Linked DNA regions of Gossypium arboreum: region 1 is linked to region 2. The links are chromatin contacts, called in public Hi-C maps. All regions are on one chromosome and are shown on one strand. Each heading gives the region's core, a stretch centred on a gene start, on an enhancer-like site or on the middle of the called end of the contact. The rest is flanking DNA. Distances are from core to core; before and after follow the strand shown. Region 1 holds the start of LOC108476617 (protein LIKE COV 2-like). Region 2 overlaps LOC108464531 (cellulose synthase A catalytic subunit 2 [UDP-forming]).

Region 1 (2,953 bases), core at 325-2,824, 670 kb before region 2:
TTTTTAGTTAATTTAGTCACCAAAAAGCCACAATTTTGGCTTTTTGACCAATTTGTCTCCCTTGGCCGGCCAAGACACTTTCAATGGTCAAATTTCACTTTAAATACCCCCAATTTAAGATACCAAGCAATTTAACACCTTTAGGCATCAAAACACAACTTTTACCTTTTATGCGATTTAGTCCTTTTTCGAAATTGGACTAGAAATCGCTAAAATTAATATACCAAAATTTTTATGCACCTTCATAAACATTCCATATCACATAAAACAACATCAAAATAATTTTCTCTAGCCTCGGAATAGTGGTTCTGAAACCACTGTTCCAGCTAGGCCCAAAATCGGGCTGTTACATTCACACATGCTAATTCATTCATCATAAGAGGATCGGGTGGAGTTAGCCACCCTGATAAAGAACACTTGCCTTGAGTGAGCAGGTAGTTAATTTATGTTTAGTTTTTTTTTTACATTTGTTACCTTCGTGTGACAAGGTTTAATTTGGTGCATTGAAGGAACTCACTAAGTTCTCTTGAACTTATGGAAAATTTTCTTATCTACATAGGAATGATTGGAATGATCAAGGACTACGATAAGGGACTAAGTCAGATAGCGTGAAGAATGGGGACCGTTGTTGTCTCAAGATCATGCACAAAGGAGGTGGGTATCATTGGAGGCTTCGCCTCAGGATTAAATATGGTGTAACCAAATGACGTCCTCAGAGTCTGGATTTTGAAATAGTTAACCCTAAGTTAAAAACTTCAAGGGTCTTATTGTAAACAGACAATATTAGAGACAGAAATTGAGAGATTAAACATTCAATGGTTTAAGAGCTTGGTTGTAAGAATTATTATTAGTTTTACTTAGTCCGTGTTATAATAGTTAAGCCGATAAATATTAAGGATAGTTGAACTTAGTCCATTTGTGACGCTCCATACTCGAATCCGACGGATGAGTCAGGCGGGGGTGTTACATTAACATTTTTCTTTAACACGTCAAAATGTTATCATGTTGGTCAAAGAAAAAAATAATAAAAGAAAAAACCAATTATAAAAAATTCAATATTGAGTTGGCTTGTGCCACAAACTCAATTAATGACATTATCGATCAAACTTTTGTGTAATAATATTAAAATGTACAAATATAATCAAAATGAAGCTTTGGGTATAGGAGTAAAGTTAAGGTTTTAGATGTTGGGGACATGGGAAATTTCAACATTTTTATTGGTTTTTTAGTACGAGAAATACTAAGATAAGTTTATAATATTATAATTTCAAAAAGGAAAGATAATTTAGTAATTTCTTTAATCAAATTGGTGTCTAGTTGACTTGTAATACCAACTAAACTAATGAGAGATTCAATTAAGAGTATAGATAATCACCTTAGGAGGATTGCAAAAATTAGAAAAAAAAAATTGGAGTATTAAGTTGAGATAAAAAACTGTGACAAATTTAGGTCCAAATGAATAAATAGACTAATCATATTTGATATAACCACTAAATGTGACCCTAAGGTGACACCAACCCCACGCCCAGCATGACATTGCTTATGATGTAAATATTGCCTTTTTTTATTTTTTAAATCTTAATTAAATTAAATGCATGTAACACTCAATAATCAAATCTCCCATCTAACTTCCCGACATTTTTCCCAGCTAGTAATGGCGGAAGAGAAAGAATCAACGTCGATTCCACTGAGCCAAGCCGAAAATAGTGGTGTCGATCCCGAAGATCCGGCTAAGTCTCCTCCTAGGCCTAGCTCCCCCAATTCCTCCACTCGCAAGGTCCATTTTCTCTTTCTTTTTTCCCCCCTCTTTTAGGTTTGACTTCCATCAATTAACCACACCCACTCCCTCATCTTTCTTCTTGGACTTCTTTCATATTTTTCTTAGTCCAAATGTAGTTGTAATTGAGCCTTTGCACTAAATATAATTTGCGAGTAACGGAATTTTGACTGCAGATATGGGAAATCCCTGCCGAATTTGGGATGTAGGAACTGAAAATGGTCAAATATCGCCCAAGATTTATCATAAACTTTCTTCACTATGTTTATTGAGTGTCAACTGGTTGGACTCTTCATATTAAGGGGGGAAAAAGAAAATGAAAATGGTTGAGCTCCCAATTATATCCAGAAATTCTGTTGGTTTTGATTGTCCTCGGGTTTGGCTTCAACCTGTTTTAAAAGTGGAAATCTTGATGACCTGTTGATTCTTTCTATCGTTTTTTTTATGGAAAAAACTAATTAATAGCCGCGCATTAGAAGGATTTTAAGCTTTGAGGATAAATGCTTCTGCTTTTAGGGTTTAGCATTTAAATTATCCCTTTTTTTCCTTACTAAAATACCAAGAAATTGAATGACCTGTACGATAGAGTGCTTCCACGATAAGGTTTGTTCTTTATGTATTTCTTGGTTAAACCAATTAGCGTTTCTATTGTTGAAATGCTTCATGGAAATTTCATGTGCCCATTTTCAAGGAATTTAATCATTTTCAAGTCATTATTATGAACGATTCAGAGTTTGACTACTTGAGTGGTTTTAAAGTAATTATGTTTGCCCCAAATTGAAAAGAACAGTTATGTTTAAGTTTCAATGTAAGTCTTAGAAAGCGTGGAAGCAATGAGAGCAGTTTTCAGAATAAATATGTTGTATTGATATCGAAGCATTCTGTTTTATTTTCCAGTCTGAGCATTTGTGTTTTATTCTTCAGGCTTGTTGTTTTGTTCTCCAAAGTTGGGTCTCAAAGAAGTTCATGACTGGATGGTATTAAGCTTTTATATTTCCCCAAATGTCAGTCTTCCATTATTTCTTTTGATATTTCAAAGCTTAACAAGTAACAACATGTTGACATGCAAAATTGCAGTGTGGTCCTTTTTCCTGTGGCAGTTACATTTTTCATTACTTGGTGGTTTATTCAGTTTGTTGACGGTTTCTTCAGTCCATTATATGAACGACTTGGCAT
Region 2 (2,990 bases), core at 308-2,807:
AATTGAAACATTAAATAATATTTTAGAATATAAATTAATAATTTATTATATGATTAGATATAGATAATTAAATATATATGTTTAATAAGATTGAAAATTATAATATTTTATATTAATATTTTATTAATTTTAAATATTTTTAAAATAAAAATAAAAATTTATTATTAATATAATAAAATTAAGTTTGACTTAAGATAATTTTATATAAAAATGAAATCACCCATAAGCGAGGTTTTTTTAGAAAATGACTTGTGCTTTTAAAGCAGGTAAGTCATTTTACAAAGGCTTATTTTTTGTTGACATGTAAGTTATTTTTCATTGAATAAACTATTTTTCATAAAACAAACACAAGATAATGCAAAAATATATATATTTTTTTAAAATTATTTTAGTCAAACAAATAGAGCCTTTTGATACAAAAAGAATATATTTAAAAAATATATTTTATGAATCTTTCTTATCACATCATTTATAGTCCCTATTAATTAAAAATAAACAAAATTATCTTCTTTTTTCATATAATTCATGATCTCTCGTTACCAATTTTACCCATTGTACATATGATGTGGAAAAAAATAATGTATTAAATTAATTGGAATATGGCAGCTCTATGTTACTTTCGTGTGTTACCGTTTTAACGCTGCATAATAATTATTTAATTTCCCAAATTGCATTGTTACAAAATTAGTTCAAGGACTGGAAGAAAGTTCGTCAATACAATTTTCTATTTTTAAAAATTCAAATTTTTTAAGAAAAAGAATTTTGAATTCAAACTCATCTCACAAATAACTCTAAAATCAACAATAAAAACCAAACACAACCTTATATTAACATACACATATATGACTAAATTGTTCAATATTTATTTTCAATTGAATTCAAAATTAAAAAAAAAATGTATGACAACCTCATTCAGGACTCATTTCTAGTAAAAGCAATAGCAATCACTATTTCCGATGATTTACAACAAATTGTCCGACAATTTTAATTATTATTGAGAGTTTATATATTAAAAACTATATTTATTACATAGCATTTGATAATTGACATCTAAAACATATAAAATTTCATAATATTAATAATAAAAATCAAGAGAGTTGCATTGAACAAACTGCCAAGTCCATACCAAACAATATAACAATTGAGACAAGGATTCAAAAAGGAAAAAAAAAAAGTAGGAACAAATTTTGAGACCCCCCCCCCCCCCACACTGGCCAGGAATTTTAAGTCAAAATATTCTAAAAGAATCAATAATAAAATAAAAGGAAGTATGTAAAAAACAAAGAACAACGTGGTCAGCCAAGCCTCTAGCCCTCTTAATATCTACAAAACCCGGCCCCATCCTACACGATAATTTGGCTAATACAATACCAAAATTTTGTGCATTGCTTTCATGATAAAGCAAATCTTCATCATGAAAACATATCCTCAAAGCACTCAACCATCACAACACCAGCCTTTTGGCAACAGGTGTTGCAAGTGAGATGAGTGAAGAGCCAATGCTCCTTTTTCATTATCTGAATCTTCCTAGTCATCACAATTCAACTCACAAATTTCTAATACAGGACCATCTTTCGAGACGAATGGGTTTATCCGGACCCACATAAGAGTCAAAATAGAGGCCAGCAGGATTGACCACACCAAAATAATGGTTGGCATCCGGTCTTGTTTTCCGAGTAAACCTTTGAGGAAGGGAAAAAGGTGGATAATAACCCAAAGGGCAAAAAATAGTCGCCCAAACAAGGGGCCCCAGGAGTCATACCCGTTATTGATTGCATCTGAGACTCCAACCACGACACCAACTATGTTTATGATCAACAAGGTGGTGGGAGGGATTAGCAAGGATGTCCACTTGAAGAGGTATAGCTCAGAAAATTCACCATCATCAGCTGCTTTAGAGGTCACAGTGAAGCTTGTGCTGACACCAGCCAGAACCTTTAGTAATCCCAGAAAGAGGGCAAAAAGATGTGATGAAACACCTCCAATCACCCAGAACTGCTTATTTCTCCACCAGTCATCGATTCCAACACCACCCCACTGCATCTCAAGGATACCAGTTACAGCAATTGATACAAAGAGAGCCATGAATACAACACCGGCATAGTTGCTAATCTGCGAGTGAGCCGGAATTACATGTTAGAAAGGCCCTATTACAAGTCAAAATTCAATAGACACCATATATAGGTGGAGACATTTGTATACAATGAAAAACCAAAACTTGACAAAGAAACTAGCCACAAGTACCCTAGTTCTCCCTTCTGAGGTTAGCAGGTGCAAATGCTACTTAAAAAGTACACAAAACTTATTACAGATAGGAAAGAAATAACTCAGTTATCCAGATCAAGATATTACGGCAGGGTCAACAAATGAATAGCACATCTAGAGCTTCAATTATGATGCTTGCATGGGCACATGGATAAATTTCAGGTTTTGAACAGTTATCAATGATTTAATATCAACTCAAAACAGGTCAAAATGCAAGATTTGAATGCAAGTACAGAGCATAAAACGAGACAAAAAATGAGTTCTTACCTCAGGAACAATAAATTTCCCAGTAAGGAGACAAATAGCCGGAAGGGTGCAGTAAACAAGCAAGGGAATAGAGGTCCAATGATATACAACCGAGTTTATGTAGGAAAATCGTTCCAACCATTTCATCCCACCCCCATATCCATACCAAATGGGACAATGTCTGCTCAAGAAAATTTCAACAGATCCAAGAGCCCATCGCAGAACTTGGTGTAGACGATCTGAGAGATTAATAGGAGCTGAACCCTTAAAAGCAGGTTGTTTAGGCATACAGTACACAGATCGCCAACCATGACAATGCATCTTGAAGCCAGTCAGGATATCCTCAGTCACAGAGCCATATATCCAGCCAACCTGATTTGCAGGTTCAAGATTTTGATGATTATTATGAGAGAAATTATGAGAGAAATAAATCACAAACTTTCCCATATTAAATATTCAGGTAGCGTTTTCAACATTTT

What was found. Hi-C and Micro-C count contacts between places; a contact is called where the count stands out from the background.
Region 1: a Hi-C map of leaf shows a contact between it and region 2, with 3 times the contacts expected there. The contact joins the promoter of LOC108476617 here to the enhancer-like site in region 2. A contact is called at or near these places in 2 of 5 Hi-C or Micro-C datasets (both in leaf).

What each region holds. Positions count from the first base shown.
Region 1 is chr12:73,213,843-73,216,795 of ASM2569848v2, reverse strand. It overlaps LOC108476617 (protein LIKE COV 2-like), which reads left to right and starts at 1,574. Exons shown (of 7, transcript XM_017778884.2): 1 at 1,574-1,777; 2 at 2,702-2,754; 3 at 2,855-2,953. The coding sequence starts at 1,592.
Region 2 is chr12:72,547,893-72,550,882 of ASM2569848v2, reverse strand. It overlaps LOC108464531 (cellulose synthase A catalytic subunit 2 [UDP-forming]), which reads right to left. Exons shown (of 14, transcript XM_053023093.1): 13 at 2,533-2,883; 14 at 1,222-2,112. The coding sequence ends at 1,528. Among protein-coding and RNA genes, the nearest start is that of LOC108464531, 7.6 kb to the right of the region's middle. Within about 2 kb of position 1,557, at least 2 of the 2 cell types and tissues checked have an H3K27ac peak or open chromatin away from gene starts, as enhancers often do. A contact at or near this core is called in leaf, where this site is marked.